3 separate regions of the Mus musculus genome follow, and all the other regions are linked to region 1. A link is a contact called in public promoter capture Hi-C data. All regions are on one chromosome and are shown on one strand. Each heading gives the region's core, a stretch centred on a gene start, on an enhancer-like site or on the middle of the called end of the contact. The rest is flanking DNA. Distances are from core to core; before and after follow the strand shown.

Region 1 (4,944 bases), core at 1,533-4,032:
TAGAGCAGCCACTCTGCCCGTGCTCAGAAATGTGTCCAGCAGCTGAGCCATCTTCATCAGACGGAAGCTAGGGCTAAAGAATACCAAGTGTATTGGGCAGAGCCCTTAACCCCCCACCCCCCTCTGCCTAGTGTTGCCTTCTGGCCATAAAGAATCAGTCCCAGGCTAAGGAGATGGCTCAGTGGTAAAATAAGCCCTGCAAACATGATCCACGTTTTAAAAATCCAGTAGTGGCGCATGCTCAGCACTCAGAAAGCAGAGGCAGGTGAGTCTTGAGTTCGAGGCCAGCCTGCTCCACAGAGCAAGTTCCAGGACAGTAAGGTTCACAAAGAGAAACCCTGTCTCAAACAACAGCAGCAATAACAACAGAGCCAGGGGAGACAAGCACAGTAGCACACAGCTTAATACCAGCATGCAGGAGGCAGAGGCAGGAGGGTCTCCATGACTTACAAGTCTATTCAGTGAGTTACAGGGATAGTCAGGGCTGTTTGCTGAGACCCTGTCTCAACTCTCTCAGCCCCACAGCCCCCCCAAAAAAGCCAGGTGAGGTGACAATATCATGAAGTCCCAGCCCTAGGTATACAGAGGCAAGTGAATGCCTGAGATTCCATGGCCAGACAGCCTAACCTAGCTGACAACCTTCCAACAGATGAGAGACCCCATTTCAAAAACCAAGAAGTTGAGCATGGTGGCATTCTGGAGGCAGAGGGTAGAGAATCTTTATGAGTTCAAGGCCAGGACAGCCAGAGCTGTCAAAAGCACCAAAAAACAAAACGAAACACACAAGAAAGAATTAGTCCCAACTACTTCCTAAGGATTTACATTTGCCTATCAGCTGGAAAGCTCTTCTCTTCCCCTGCTGAACAGCCAGTTACTCATAGGATGTCCCCGATCCTGCACAGATAGACACCAGGCCTTCCCCTGTTCTGGCCTGTTGGCACAAGTCTTTTTCTTTTCTTTCTTTCTTTCTTTTTTTTTTTAAGTTTTGATATTTTATGTGTGGGTGTTTTGCCTGTATACTACATGCACGAAGAACCTATGAAATCAGAACAGGGTGTCAGATCCTCTGGAACTGGAGTTGCACTGAGTTGTGAGCAGCCATGTGGGTGCTGGGAACTGAACCCAGTCCTCTGGGAAAGCAGCCAGTGCTCTTAAGCACTGAACCATCTCTCCACCCCCACACCCCAGCAGTTTATAAAACCCCAGCTTCTCACAGCCACAGATCCTTCCAAGGACTGCCATTCAACCGGATGTGGGACCTGGGTACACAGGGATCCATAGCAGCAATGTGGTAGATAAACATTTAAAACCTGACATGTTAGCCGGGCGGTGGTGGCACACGCCTTTAATCCCAGCACTTGGGAGGCAGAGCCAGGTGGATTTCTGAGTTCGAGACCAGCCTGGTCTACAGAGTGAGTTCCAGGACAGCCAGGGCTACACAGAGAAACCTGTCTCGAAAAACAAAAACAAACAAACAAACAAACAAAAAAACCCTGAAATGTCCTGATGATCCTGAAAGTGCCACAGAATAAAGAATGGGCCCAGTAGAAGACAACAAGTGACCTTTAGGGCATCAGCTAGGGACAGTGGAGACTCTCTGAGTGCTGATCTGCAAGGAACCCTATTCTTCCTCCCAGCCTTCAACAAGAAGGAGTGAGGCCAGGCTAAGATGCAGGGTCCTTCCCCTTACAGTTTTAAGGTGTTGGGAACCTTCTCAGAACTTGGGCGCCCTGTTGCTCACTAACTGCTCACCCAGCAGTGCTCTCAATGGCTTCCATCAGCACCAGGAAGGCTTGGTCTGGAGGGCCATCCAGGAAGAAGCTCTCCCAAAGCCGCTCCAGCTGGCCACCGGGGGACAGCTCCAGCCAACCTGGGCTCAGCTTGCTGACCAGACATCTAAGGACGGCTGAGAAGTGGACAGTGGCAAACTCCTCCTTCTCCTCAGGAAGAACTGGATCCTCGGTTCCACCGAGGTATCGTTTCAGAGTCCCCAGGGTAGAAAGGATATGGCCAGCATCCTCTGAGGATGAAAGGATGTGAATGGCTTCCTGGACGGTGAGCCGGACAGCAGACAGGGCTGGGTCCATCCTGCAGAACAGGGCTGAGGGTCCGAGAAAAGCATGTTAGAGTGTCAAGAATTCTTCCCATGGCACCCACGATGTTAAGGGAGGAAACAGTTGGGCCGGTTCCAAATCTCAGGCCCCACCCCCCTACACACACGCACTTACTTCTGCGCTTCCAGGCGCTTCACTCACAATCTCACTCACGCTCTCCCGTCCTTCTTCCGGGTTTCCCGCCTGCCCGATGATCTGACAGAGCTTCAGTCCCGGACTGCACCGGTGCACTGTGGCTGTCTCCTCTGTCAAACCCACTGATAGTTGGATGAGTGAGTGGCTTGCCAGGGTGCAATAACTAAAACTCCTCCTCCGTCTGCAGCTCCAGGTTAGCACCCAGCCCCCTAAACACGAGGCCTTCGGCTCGTATGGGAACTGGCCATGCTGCAAGGCAGGACACTGCAGCCCCGACTGGACCAACCACTCCTACAGGGTTCCTCTGGCCAGCATGCTTCAGAGCCGAGGCCACATGCTCCCTCTTGCGCGCCGCTGATTCGCCACGGCACCAGGACCACGCGCCAGATTCAGTGTCAGCTGAGGGCAGCTGTGAATTCGAGTCGCAGAGCTCACGTGAAACCTGCACGGATATTTAGAATTTCTGGGGCTGATACAAACGCGTGGCTAGGGACGAATCAGCGGCGCGCCAACGCGCTGATGACCGCAGCATCTGCGCCTGCGCAAGAGGAGGAAGAGGCGTGGCCTAAGAGCCTACGGTGGGCAAGGCCTGAGGGCAGGACTCCGGTAGGCGTGTCCGCTCTATTGGTCCCCTGGTGACTGCTGTCTCTGTTTTCCTTAATTCTGGAGAGACTTTCCCCAGCACATTACCCCACTATGCTGCCTTGGGTCGGATGACTTTCCACTCTAGAGCACTAATCAACTCTCTAGGCGCCCTGAGGGAAACAGAATAAGGAAGCCAGGAACAGCGGATATGGCCAAGTTGTAATGCGGATGCGCTGATGTATTTGGTGGTACACAAGGGTGCACGTTTACTGCGAACACGCAAACTGCGTCTAAACTGCCCTAAATGAAACACCACTAGCTGAGTAAACACCCAGGGATCCTGACTGTCGTCTGAACTTAGCAGTGTGAAACATTCCATCATGGCAGAACTTTTCTTGACCATCCTGATCTGGAAGATACATTGAGGGAGCAACATTTCAGCGGAACTGGGTGTGGGTGGAAATCTGAGCAAGCTGTATTCATTCAACATCATCAAGCAAAATTACCCTTCCTGAGCAGGAAATGAGCCCACTCAAGGCTTAGCAGTTAGCAGAGCATACCAGGGGCCAGAGCGATTATCTTAGAGGTTAAATTACGTGTGGCTCTTGCCAAGGTCCCAAGTTCAGTTCCCAGCATCCATGGAAGTGTTACCGATCAGCCAGCCAGGATCTCTACACAAATAAAAACTGGGGTTAGTCAAAGAGAAGGTCTTCAAATGGTAGCTTTCTTTTTTTTTTTTTTTTCTCCATGTTTGGCCTCAGTGAGAGATGGCAGATGACTCCCCTAGTATTAGGGGACTGGAGGCATTGGGACCCTTAGCCCTAAAAGTATTCTAGCTCTTACGTAGGTCAGGAATCCTTGGCTCTTTCCTGTGGCTGGTGCAGCTTCCACTAAGCAGATTTGGTGATTGTAGGGACTCTTCAGCCCTACAGCTTTACAATTTTTGTGTAGACCTTCGCTCTTAATGACAGCCAGTGTTAAAATTCTTGGCCTAGGGTTGAGACCTCTTGGCTCTCTGGAACTCATCTGGCATCCAAGGCTATGCCATCTCTTCTCTGGTTTAGTCAATTATCCTCATTCAGTCTCAGTTTCTGCACTCCCCTGATGCCTTGGCTACTGCTTCCTCAGCTATGACAAAACTGACTGTCCTGTCCCTTTTGTAGCTTGGCCTGCCAATTGCTCAGCTGTCTCTGCCACCTCTTTTTTTTTCATGATAACAGCTTAGCCCACATTACTGAGAGTAGGCAAGCAAACCCTGGAGAGGAGCCTTTTACTGTACCTAAAGCTGCAACAAAAGGGAGGAGATGAGGAAAGTCTCTCCCAGAGGGAGTCAAAGCGGCTGCCTTCAAATCCTGAAAAGGGGCACTTCCTCTGCTAACAGTCTTTGCACCAGCCTCTGTAGTTCCTCAGCTAGGCCACCAGAGGACGTGTTCTTCTCAACCTGGTCGAAATGGTTGCAAAAAGCCTTGGGGCTGTATCTTCCAGACCTGAAGCAATTTGCAACCTTGTAGTTTTCTCAAGGCCCTCAGAGTTTCCTGGATAGTCAGAGCTGGCATTAGGGCAGGCCAGGAGTTGTTGACTGGCAATTCTTTTGCTAAAGCCATCCAGAATGGAAAACCTAGCAGTTGCTAGTTAAGAGCTCGTGTCACCTCAGCACCCAATATTTTTGCTTATTTTTCTGGAAATGAATACCAGAGTGCTTACAATAATAAATGTTAACAGTGCTTAGCCCCTGGCCAGTGTTCAGGCGGAGATGGGTGTCCTTATTTGTTTTAGAACAAAGGGGTGTTAGGAGGATCCAGTCTTCACTTAAAAGTAAAGGTACAGGGCTGGTGAGATGGCTCAGCGGTTAAGAGCACTGACTGTTCTTCCAAAGGTCCTGAGTTCAAATCCCAGCAACCACATGGTGGCTCACAGCCATCTGTAATGAGATCTGGTGCCGTCTTCTGGGGTGTCTGAAGACAGCTACAGTGTACTTACATATATTACATTATTTATTAATAAACAAGTTTTTTTTTAAAGTAAAGGTGCTCCGCTGGCAAGCTTGATCCCCTAAGTTCAGTCTTCAGGGCTCACTTGGTGGAAAAAGAGAACCAACTCCTCAAAGTTG
Region 2 (4,944 bases), core at 947-3,446, 240 kb before region 1:
TGAGGTCTTGTCACAGAAATGTAAAATCAGCCTCAGCAAGGTGACACAGGCTGGGATCCTAGCACTTGGGAAGTAGAGGCAGGAAAAGCAAGAGTTTAAGGCCATCCTTTACAATATTTCAAGTTCGAGGCTAGTTTGGTCTACTGGAGACCTTGTCAAAAAAAAAAAAAAAGGGGAAAGAAAGAAAAGAAAAGAAAAAGAAAGAGCCAAGTAGTGGTGCATGCTTTTAATCCCAGCACTTGGGGGGCAGAGGCAGGAGGATCTGTGTGATTTCGAAGCTAGCCTGGTCTACAAAGTGAGTTCCAAGATAGCCAGGGATGTTACACAGAGAAACCCTATCTTGAAGAACCAATAAATATCCACAATCTGTGTCTGGTAGCTGGACAGCTTCAGCGTGTTTGGCCTCACCAGAAATCCAGAAAACAATGAACAATGGACAGGCAGGCATCTACCAGTCAGCGAGGTACAGGGATAGAAGTGTTAGGGAGGACATACACTTCCCTGTGGACACTCAAGTGCTGCCTCCACAGAAACACTCACAGGCCCTTCAGACCTCGAAAGTCACCATTCACAGCTTCACTGGGTGTGGTCCCGGAGGGAGGCGCTGAGTGTCCAGCCAGGACAATTGTACCATGATGGCTGCATTTCACTTGGATGATGCCTGAAGAAACATAGGCTCTGTCTGTTGGCATATTCCAGGCTAGACACAGGGCCCAGGGAAGGCACCAGGAGGTAACCCTGGATAGAATAGCAGAGTTGTCGGGGGTTACGGCTCTTCAGTGGCTGGGCCTTGTGTTCCTGTGTGGTGTGGTGTGGTGTGGTGGCAGCACTTCGCTTGGGTGAAGCAAGCCTGGCAAGGCTTCCACACCACATGAAGCAGGGCTTGGAGACAGGAAGAGATCCTAGTCCAGCAGGGCCCACAGGGACTCAGGCACTGCTGGCCCCTGCTCTCAGCAGAGGCTGGCTACTGGCCCCGCAGCTCTGCTGAGACCGCACTTTTGCTGTGTAAACTGCTCTGTGGCTCTGGGCGGAGACTCCCTCCCTGCCGATCTATAATTTCTCAGAAAAGAGGCTGAGGAATAACATGGAAAATGCCCTAGACATGGGGAGGCATGGTGGGAGCCACAGCCCCTGACCCTCCCAGACCTGCCTACTTCCTCTGCTTGCTTAGAGATGGCTCCCAATGTCCCCCAAGCCCCTGAGAAGCTGTTCTTTCTGAAACCCAGCACTGCCTTGCCTGGCCCCTCCCGTGTGCATTCCCCCCATCCCGGGCAGGGCAAAGGGACAGAGCTCAGGCAGGACTGGCTGGAGTGTCCGTCAGGTCACAGGTTTCAGGCCCTGGAGGAGGAAGCTGAGATGTGGCTCCGGCAGGGTGAGTGGAGCCAGGGCCAGGTTGAGGGCCCCACACATGGCCCTCCTGCCTCCCCCTGGGGCAGCATGTTTACCTGGGGTCTTTGTACACAAGGAAGTAGTAGGTTGTTAGGCCCTCCATACTGTGGAGGCCAGCAGAAACTGGCTCTGCCCCTGAGGCTGCGGTGCCCCACTGTCTTCCTGCCAACCCTTTTCTAGGAGGACTGTGCTGGGGAGAGCAAACACGAGGTAGCTGGTGGCTCTGCCAGGTGTTCCTAGAAGAGGCCCTGGGGGAGGGGCGGTAGCCAGCCGTCAGCTGACCTAGAGGTCACAGGAAGACTGAGACTGGGCCTTAGACAAACCCCTGGACTGGGAGGCACAAATGGTGGGCCCACTTAGGCCTAAGAAACCCCAGGTCAGAGAGCATTCGAGAAGTATAGGCAAGGCCTTAGGAAACAGGGCAAACTGTTTAAGCCTGACAGAGCCATCTGCTCCGTATAGAGGTGAGTGGGGGGAATTCCCAGGAACCCCCGAGCTCCCTCACCTTAGCTGAACCTACTGGGAGACAGGGCCCCCCCTACACCTACCTTGAGCACCAATCCTGAAGGTCTACTCCACCAAGCCTCTACCTCCAACACCAGCAGAGGTGGCTTTCAATTGCTCCCCCGCCCCCCAATCCCCGAGACTTTGGGGCGGACAAAGTGCCCCTCCCCTGCACCACCCGCATCCAGAGGAGCTTCTGTTGAGACTTGTTGCCCAGCCCTAGAGGGTTAAAGGAGCCAGAGTGTGGGGCAGGGCCAGCTGAGGGCTGCCAGCTACAGGCAGTGGGGAAATCCACTGGGCAGCAGCCTGTGCTGTAGACGGCCCTTGCTCACTGCCTGCCTGCGGCCAGCTCTGTACAAGGAACAATGGCTCTGAGAACAGGTGAGGAATCCGTCTCCCCTGCCACTTGCTCTGAGGGTAGCTGGTCCTCAGCCAGAGCCCTCTGGGAGAAGCCGCAGTAGGCTTAACTCAGGGTGGGCTGGTGGGAATTCTGGGTTGGGTCTTGGATACAATTCCTGGCACCGGAGGGTCTCGGTTACTTTCCCCCTTGGTGGCGGCACTGTGGGAAAGGGCCAGATGAAGGCAGGGTAGGCAGAAGAAACAAGTACCTCACCCCTGGGCGCAAGGTGCAGAAATGGGGCTCATTGCTCCCCATATTCTGGTCTCATAGCTTGCTGAGATGGTATGCTGCACACAGCCCGAGATCCTTCTGGCTACCGTTTCTCTTAAGGGCCTGGCCCTGGGTGAACGGGAAAATGTCTTCTTCCTCGTCTGCCATTGGTGTGCTCCCACAATGCCTAGGGCTTCCCCCACTTCCAAACCACCGTTACACAGTCACACCAGATACAAACTGCGCAGGTGCGGGACAGTGTCGTTCTTCCCAACTTGATCTGGGGTTCTCAGCATACACCCGAGGCAGATTAAGTTGGGGTGCTAGCTGGGTTCATGTGATTTGACGCTTGGTTGAATGGACAGTTGGGGTTTTCTAGACCCCCACTCTTCTACCAGTAAGGGTTATAGCCTTCATATAATGGGGAGCAAATAAGGCACGCTTCACCCATATGAGGGCCCAACAGGCAGGGAATGCCCAGCTTGCTGCCTAGCCATTGAGGACCACAAATGAATATGCTACCTGGGTCTATATCCCCAAGTATTCTGCAAGAGTCAGCTCTTGGACTGCACTTCGATTCTGTTTCTCAGCCTGGCTGTTGTACACCCTAGAGGACACAGCCTGCCTAGTGGCCAGGGCCCAGGTTGCCTGGAGAGCAGGGTGATGTGGGAGACCCAGGCCCTCTGTGCCCTTGCAGTGCGACGGGGATCACCACTTGCTGGTTCCAGGGTCTGGGAAATTGAAGTGGCTTCAAAAGATAGGACGTGGCTGTCACCAGTGTTTGCTTAGTATCAAAGTGGGATGGTGGATGCCATCTCTTACAATGGCTGAGGGTTAGGGAAGCCCAGGGTTTGGTTCATATCCTGGGGGCATCTCCTTGCCAACCCTTCTCCCCACAGGAAGCCCAGCCCTGGTGGTGCTTCTGGCTTTCTGGGTGGCACTGGGCCCCTGTTACCTGCAGGGGACAGATCCTGGAGCATCAGCAGATGCCGAGGGCCCCCAGTGCCCTGTCACCTGTACCTGCAGCTATGATGACTACACAGATGAGCTCAGCGTCTTTTGCAGTTCAAGGAACCTCACTCAGCTGCCCGATAGCATCCCAGTCAGCACCAGGGCTCTGTGGCTTGACGGAAACAACCTGTCCTCCATCCCCTCAGCGGCCTTCCAGAACCTGTCCAGCCTAGACTTCCTCAACCTGCAGGGCAGCTGGCTGAGGAGCCTGGAGCCACAGGCACTGCTGGGCCTGCAGAATCTCTACCATCTGCACCTGGAACGGAACCTGCTCCGGAGCCTAGCTGCAGGCTTGTTCAGACACACACCAAGTCTGGCTTCACTCAGTTTGGGCAACAACCTCCTGGGCCGGCTGGAAGAAGGGCTGTTCCGGGGCCTCAGTCACCTTTGGGACCTCAACCTGGGTTGGAACAGCCTAGTGGTCCTGCCTGACACGGTGTTCCAGGGCCTGGGCAACCTCCATGAGCTGGTGCTTGCTGGCAACAAACTGACTTACCTGCAGCCTGCGCTCTTGTGTGGCTTGGGCGAGCTGCGGGAGCTGGACCTGAGCAGGAACGCTCTCCGCAGCGTCAAAGCTAATGTCTTTATACATCTGCCCCGGCTGCAGAAGCTCTACCTGGACCGCAACCTCATCACAGCTGTGGCCCCCCGTGCCTTCCTGGGCATGAAGGCACTGCGTTGGCTGGACCTGTCACACAACCGTGTGGCTGGCCTCCTGGAGGACACCTTCCCTGGCCTGCTGGGTCTGCATGTCCTGCGCCTGGCACACAACGCCATCACTAGCTTGCGGCCGCGTACTTTCAAAGATCTACACTTCCTGGAGGAACTGCAGCTCGGCCACAATCGTATCAGGCAGTTAGGTGAGAAGACGTTTGAGGGCCTGGGGCAGCTGGAGGTACTGACGCTCAATGACAATCAGATCCATGAGGTCAAGGTGGGCGCCTTCTTTGGCCTCTTCAACGTGGCTGTTATGAATCTCTCCGGCAACTGTCTGAGGAGCCTCCCCGAGCATGTGTTCCAAGGGCTGGGCAGGCTGCACAGCTTGCACCTGGAGCACAGCTGCCTGGGCCGCATCCGCCTGCACACTTTCGCCGGCCTCTCAGGGCTGCGCAGGCTCTTCCTCCGGGACAACAGCATCTCCAGCATCGAAGAACAGAGCCTGGCAGGGCTCTCAGAGCTCCTGGAACTCGATCTTACCGCCAACCAGCTCACGCATCTGCCCCGCCAGCTTTTCCAGGGCCTTGGCCAGCTGGAATATCTGCTTCTGTCCAACAACCAACTGACAATGCTCTCTGAGGATGTCCTGGGCCCTCTGCAGCGGGCCTTCTGGCTGGACCTCTCACACAACCGCCTCGAGACCCCGGCTGAAGGCCTTTTCTCATCTCTGGGGCGGCTTCGCTACCTCAACCTCAGGAATAACTCCTTGCAGA
Region 3 (4,944 bases), core at 1,718-4,217, 160 kb before region 1:
AGCTGAAGAAGCTGTGGCTGTCCTAGAACTCTATGTATACCTGACTAGCCTCCAACTCACAGAAAGCTCTGCTCTGCCTCCCACTACAAGAATTAAAGGTGTGTGTACTGCACCTAGTTTCACCTTCTCACAGTAGGCCTAACCACTGAGACTGCATGACCTCAAATATTTAGAAAAATATTTAAAATCAAAGACTACCACATAAAAGCAAGACTGGAGGTTAGGACTGACTGAACAGCTACGTAAAACAGTGACCACTCAAAGACTTCATTAAAAACAAAAGTACCTAAAATGTGTTTGTTTCATTCAAAGAGCTAAAAGGCTGTCTATCATTGCAATGTAATGGGTGTGAAGTTCTCAGTCAGCCTAAGGCAGGGAGGGAAGTGTAAAGTGTGCCAGTCACAGATGCCAGGTCACTGTCTTCTTAGGAGGAAGGGGAAAGAGGATGTATCAAACCTACCCCACCAACCGTTACTATTTCTTGAAGGGTCTTAGAAAGGGATAGAAGTTCCTTTGAAAAGGGGGGAGGAGGTGGGGATGGGGGAGCTTGGCCCACTACAAAGAACTTAACAAGATTGTAGACCATACAAAGCAGTTGATGGGTAAGTTAAGACTACCTGACTTCCACGCCCATCTTTAGATCTTATTCTGACCATCTTCTTCTGGGCGGTCAGGTCTAACAGCCTTGGGTCTAGTCTCCTCTTTTCTCTTTCTTTCTTTCTTTCTTTCTTTCTTTCTTTCTTTCTTTCTTTCTTTCTTTCTTTCTTTCTTTCTTTCTTTCTTTCCCGCTCTCTCTCGCTCTCTCTCTCTCTGGTGTTTTGAGACTGGGTTTCTCTGTATCGCCTGGCTGTCCTGGAACTCACTTTGTAGACCAGGCTGGTCTCAAACTCAGAAATCCACCTGCCTCTTCCTCCCAAGTGCTGGGATTAAAGGCATGCGCCACCACTGCCCAGCCATTTATTTTCTTATTGGGGGTTGGAAAGAGCTGAGTCAGGATCTTGAAGTGCTCAAATTCACTATGTAGTGAGTGACAACCCTGAACTCATATTCTCTACCTCCATGTCCCGAGTGCTAGGATTACAAGTGTGAATACTCCTAGCTTTATTTTAATAATCTCATTTTACATGAAGCCACCAGCATCCTACCCTGTGGAGGTTTGACCCCGGCAGACCCTCACTCTACACTCTCACCTTCCCAGTCACTCTGTGGTTATTCAGACACAAGATACCGACAGCCAGACGTGTGTGTCAATGGTATGTGTTCCATGTATGTGATACAACAGAAGCAGGAGCCTCAAAACCATCTCCAGAGATGAGGCCCAAATTGAGTCTGTTACGGGAATATAGGAACTAGCTTTTGAACTTAATATGGGTATTGAAAGTAAGGATTTAGTATTGCTTTGTGTACTAAAATAATGAGCCACTTGGGCAAGAGCAGTGTCCACCTCCATCTCAAAGACAATGGAGCAAGCACAAGCTTCAAAGCCTACAGCAGCAATGCAAGTCTTAAGGTTGCCCCTGCAGGGTCTCACAAATGGGCCTTTCAACAAATAGGGCCCAGAACAATGGCACAGTGTGGCCTTCTGGAAGCCACTAGCAGCCATTAATCACAGTAACACCAGTGGAGTGGAAGGTTCTAGGGCCAGATTAGTCAACTCAGACTTTAGGACCAAATCCATAATTCCAATTACTTTTTCCTTTTGTAGTACCCTTTAAATGTTTCAGTAGAAATACTCAAGTTATCGAGAAAATATAAGGGATATAGGCAAAGATGAAAAGCCAGAGTTCAAATGAACTATGGCACTGGAGAGAAAGAAAATATCGACGGTTGTCAGCGCTCCCAGGCCTCCCTGGAATGATGAGTTTCATAAGAACTAGGAACTAATGAGAAAATCTGGGACAAAGCCATGAGAAATAGACCGGGTGGGGGGTGACGTGTTCTTCATGGTTAGTAATTTTTGTGGATGAATGACAGTAATACCATAACGCTTTTACAGTTCAAACATCTCCAGCACAAGAAAATCCCTCTGCTGAGGAGACAAAAGACAGGGTTAGACGAAAGGAAACCCTGGAGTACAGACAGACCTTACAGACTCAGGCTTTGTAGCAATCAGTCGGACTATGTGCTGCTATCTTCTCCAACCTGCCTAAGTTGCCATCCAAAGCACGCTTTCTATCTAATATGGCCCAGACTGAGGCTTCCAATTGCGCTTCATTATCCAGTTAAGGTAGCTCCCCTTTCCCCCTCATCCCGCTATCAAGTGGGTATTTCCTCCTTTTCCTAAATTCCTCTCCATGGACGCCTACTCAACAATTAACTCCTGGAGCTCGTAAAGTCATTCGAACACCAGTTTCATTTTATCAACTCAAATGGGGATTTCCTCCTTTTCCTAAAATCCTCTCCATGGACGCCTATTCAACAATTAATTCCTGGAGCTCGTAAAGTCATTCGAACACCAGTTTCATTTGATCAACTCAAAGCAGATCAGACAGAAAGCCTAGAGGAAACTGTGTAGGGAAGGTCCCCGCCCAGGGTGTAGCAGTCAGTAGTGCATCCAACAAACACCTGGTCGTGGGTTGGGTCTGAGAACGCTGCCGCTACTCAGCCACATTCAAAGGTCGTCATGACCAACCAAACTGGACAAGGGAAGGGCTCAGGAAGCGGCAAACAGCTCGGAGCGCCCGGCTAGCGTCTGTCCTGAGCAAGCACTTCAGGAGAGCCACGTGTCTTAATCCCGCCGCCCGGTCTCCACTCCGCTCTAACCCCACAGCCTTCCTGCAAGGCCCTGCGGGAGAGCGCGCACAGTATCCTCAGGGGAGCCCCGCGCCACACCCACCGCACTTGTAGGGTCTCCCGCCCGCCACGTGGCTGCGGCTATGCGCCCACCCGGGCCCCAGCACCGGTCCGCGCACCTGGAACCCGACTTGCCAGCTTGGCTGTCCGCGCCCTGGAACATGTCGGCCGCCGCCCCGCGCTTTCACAGCCGCCGCGCGGCGGTTCCCGCTTGGTCCCGCGCAGGTACCCTGACCCGCCCAAGCCAGTTGGACGCCTCTCGCGCCAATCATGTCTCTGCAGCCTATCGTAGAGTCGTGCCCCACTCCTCCCTCCCGCCCCCAAGGAGAGGGAGGCTTGGAGGCCCGCATCGCGCTTACAGCCGATTGGCTGCAGGGGGCGCCTCTCATGGCCTCAGGCGTGGGCATTGGTTCACAGCTCGCCCCACCCCCAGCCAACACGCCTCCGCATGCGAATCCGCATTTTCTGGCCGACCTATCCCGGGCTGGATGGCACTAGGAAGTTTCTGGCCGGTGGTAGCGGAAGGCTTCTTTGGGGTTACAGCACCTTCGGGAGGAAAGGTTCATGGAAGCGCACAACATACCCATAACAGAAGCAGCGAATTCTGTAATGAATTCCGCATTCAGCGGTCACTCAATCGCTGAATCTCTGATGCCTACCTGTTTGCTCACCCTCACCTCCAGGGCACCTCCAGGCCTTAGAGCTCATCTCATTACACTGTGCCTGTTGGAATACCCTAAGCATACTGGCTTTGAAAGCAGGCACAAAAGACAGACATTAGATGAAGTATTAGTATGTATTTATGCACAATAAAAACATTTACAAGCCGAACTGGAAATTTTAGCCGAAGTTTTAACAGTTCTTGTTTATTAAATAACCAAAACACCTTTTATTCCCAAAAAATTGGTAAAGAATAAATAATGTAATTTACAATATGGTACAAAAAATAATCAGAAGGACAGGCATTCTGCTTTATACATACACTGTATATTTATAGTCTATAAAACAAATTCACATCTCAAGCCGGAAACCTCAGATGATATGGCTTAACGATTATCAAAGCAAACAGCACTGAGCTCTGCCTGCTGGGGGCACCCCTCCAGCCAGTGATCTTACGAAAGAATAAGGGTCTGGCTGGGGCAGTGCTTCCAAAACTGGACTGACCACACCAGGCTAGCCTCTGGGAAAGGTATACTGTGGGTTTCTTTCCTTTTTTAAAGTGTTTTTTTTTTTTTTTTAAATTAAGACAAAGTACGGTATTTCCTCATGAATGCATCTGGGAGATTTGTTTTTAAAGTACATAAAACAATTTCCTTCTAAACTTATTTTGACCATTTCTAATAATATGGTTTGGTTAAAAATGCTATTGAACTGAATGACACCTCCCCTAGCAGAGGCTATCACAAGGAATGAAAAAGAAGAGGAGGGTAGGAAAAAAGGTTGACCAACAGATGAAATGTCCCAAAGTCCCACTCCCTGAGCAAGTACTATGCCCGACAGGATCTATGGACTTCAGCTCGCCTGAGCATCTTCTCTAGGACACAATCCATGCCAAGCACCAAAGATACAGGTTCCCCATCTTTTAAAAAGATGAATCAACATGTCTAAGAAACATTAATATTAACAAAAGATTTTCTCAAAGAATGACCGCATGTAAGTCACACTAAGTTCCAATGAGGAGAGGAAGCCCGAGTGAACGCCAACCATCCAAACTGATGGAAGGAAGAGAAGGAAGATGTAGAACCCAGGAGCCTGCCTTGCTGTTTTTGTTTTGTTTTTTAAAAAACTCTAACCTTTAGCAGTTTTCAGGTTTTATGCATGGATATTTGCTTACGCTGGGAGACGTTGTATCCACTGATTCTCTGCTACAAATGCCACCATTTGTCCTTTAATGTGGCGATGATGAGCAAACCAGTATGGCTGGTGAAGAACCTTCTGGAATCTTGTCAGCTTCCTTACAGTAACGCACCAGTCCATCTGATGCCGCTTGCTACTGGGAGACAAGGGCTGTAGTCTCTGCTCCTCAAGACGTCTCAACTCCTTTTAGCCGGCACAGACTAACATGTGCCTACAGCATTCACTGCCTCATGGAAACCAGCTTAAGAGCCCAACTACCTAGTTCTACATGCGCAGTTACCAGGATTCTACAAG

The links. Capture Hi-C pulls out chosen DNA fragments and counts their contacts.
Region 2: a promoter capture Hi-C map of pancreatic islet shows a contact between it and region 1. The contact joins the promoter of Igfals here to the promoter of Telo2 in region 1. A contact is called at or near these places in 4 of 39 promoter capture datasets (cranial neural crest, macrophages, maxillary cranial neural crest and 1 more), 2 of 484 Hi-C or Micro-C datasets (CD8 central memory T cells and Sertoli cells), 4 of 115 datasets of contacts at active chromatin or transcription factors (embryonic forebrain, embryonic stem cells and pancreatic cancer cells) and 3 of 9 other capture datasets (adipose tissue, liver and pancreatic islet).
Region 3: a promoter capture Hi-C map of adipose tissue shows a contact between it and region 1. The contact joins the promoter of Jpt2 here to the promoter of Telo2 in region 1. A contact is called at or near these places in 7 of 39 promoter capture datasets (the C10 cell line, cranial neural crest, frontonasal cranial neural crest and 4 more), 6 of 484 Hi-C or Micro-C datasets (embryonic stem cells, group 2 innate lymphoid cells, natural killer cells and 2 more), 3 of 115 datasets of contacts at active chromatin or transcription factors (embryonic stem cells and extraembryonic endoderm stem cells) and 4 of 9 other capture datasets (adipose tissue, embryonic stem cells, liver and 1 more).

The regions. Positions count from the first base shown.
Region 1 is chr17:25,113,185-25,118,128 of GRCm38.p6, forward strand. It overlaps Telo2 (telomere maintenance 2), which reads right to left and starts at 2,783. Exons shown (of 21, transcript NM_001163661.1): 1 at 2,229-2,783; 2 at 1,753-2,101; 3 at 1-73. The coding sequence starts at 2,087.
Region 2 is chr17:24,876,551-24,881,494 of GRCm38.p6, forward strand. It overlaps Igfals (insulin-like growth factor binding protein, acid labile subunit), which reads left to right and starts at 2,197. Exons shown (of 2, transcript NM_008340.4): 1 at 2,197-2,274; 2 at 3,403-4,944. The coding sequence starts at 2,259. Gm41549 (a long non-coding RNA gene) reads right to left here and starts at 1,519. Exons shown (of 3, transcript XR_876682.3): 1 at 1,446-1,519.
Region 3 is chr17:24,957,656-24,962,599 of GRCm38.p6, forward strand. It overlaps Jpt2 (Jupiter microtubule associated homolog 2), which reads right to left and starts at 2,968. Exons shown (of 5, transcript NM_198937.2): 1 at 2,913-2,968. The coding sequence starts at 2,956. Cramp1l (cramped chromatin regulator homolog 1) reads right to left here. Exons shown (of 21, transcript NM_020608.3): 21 at 3,571-4,944.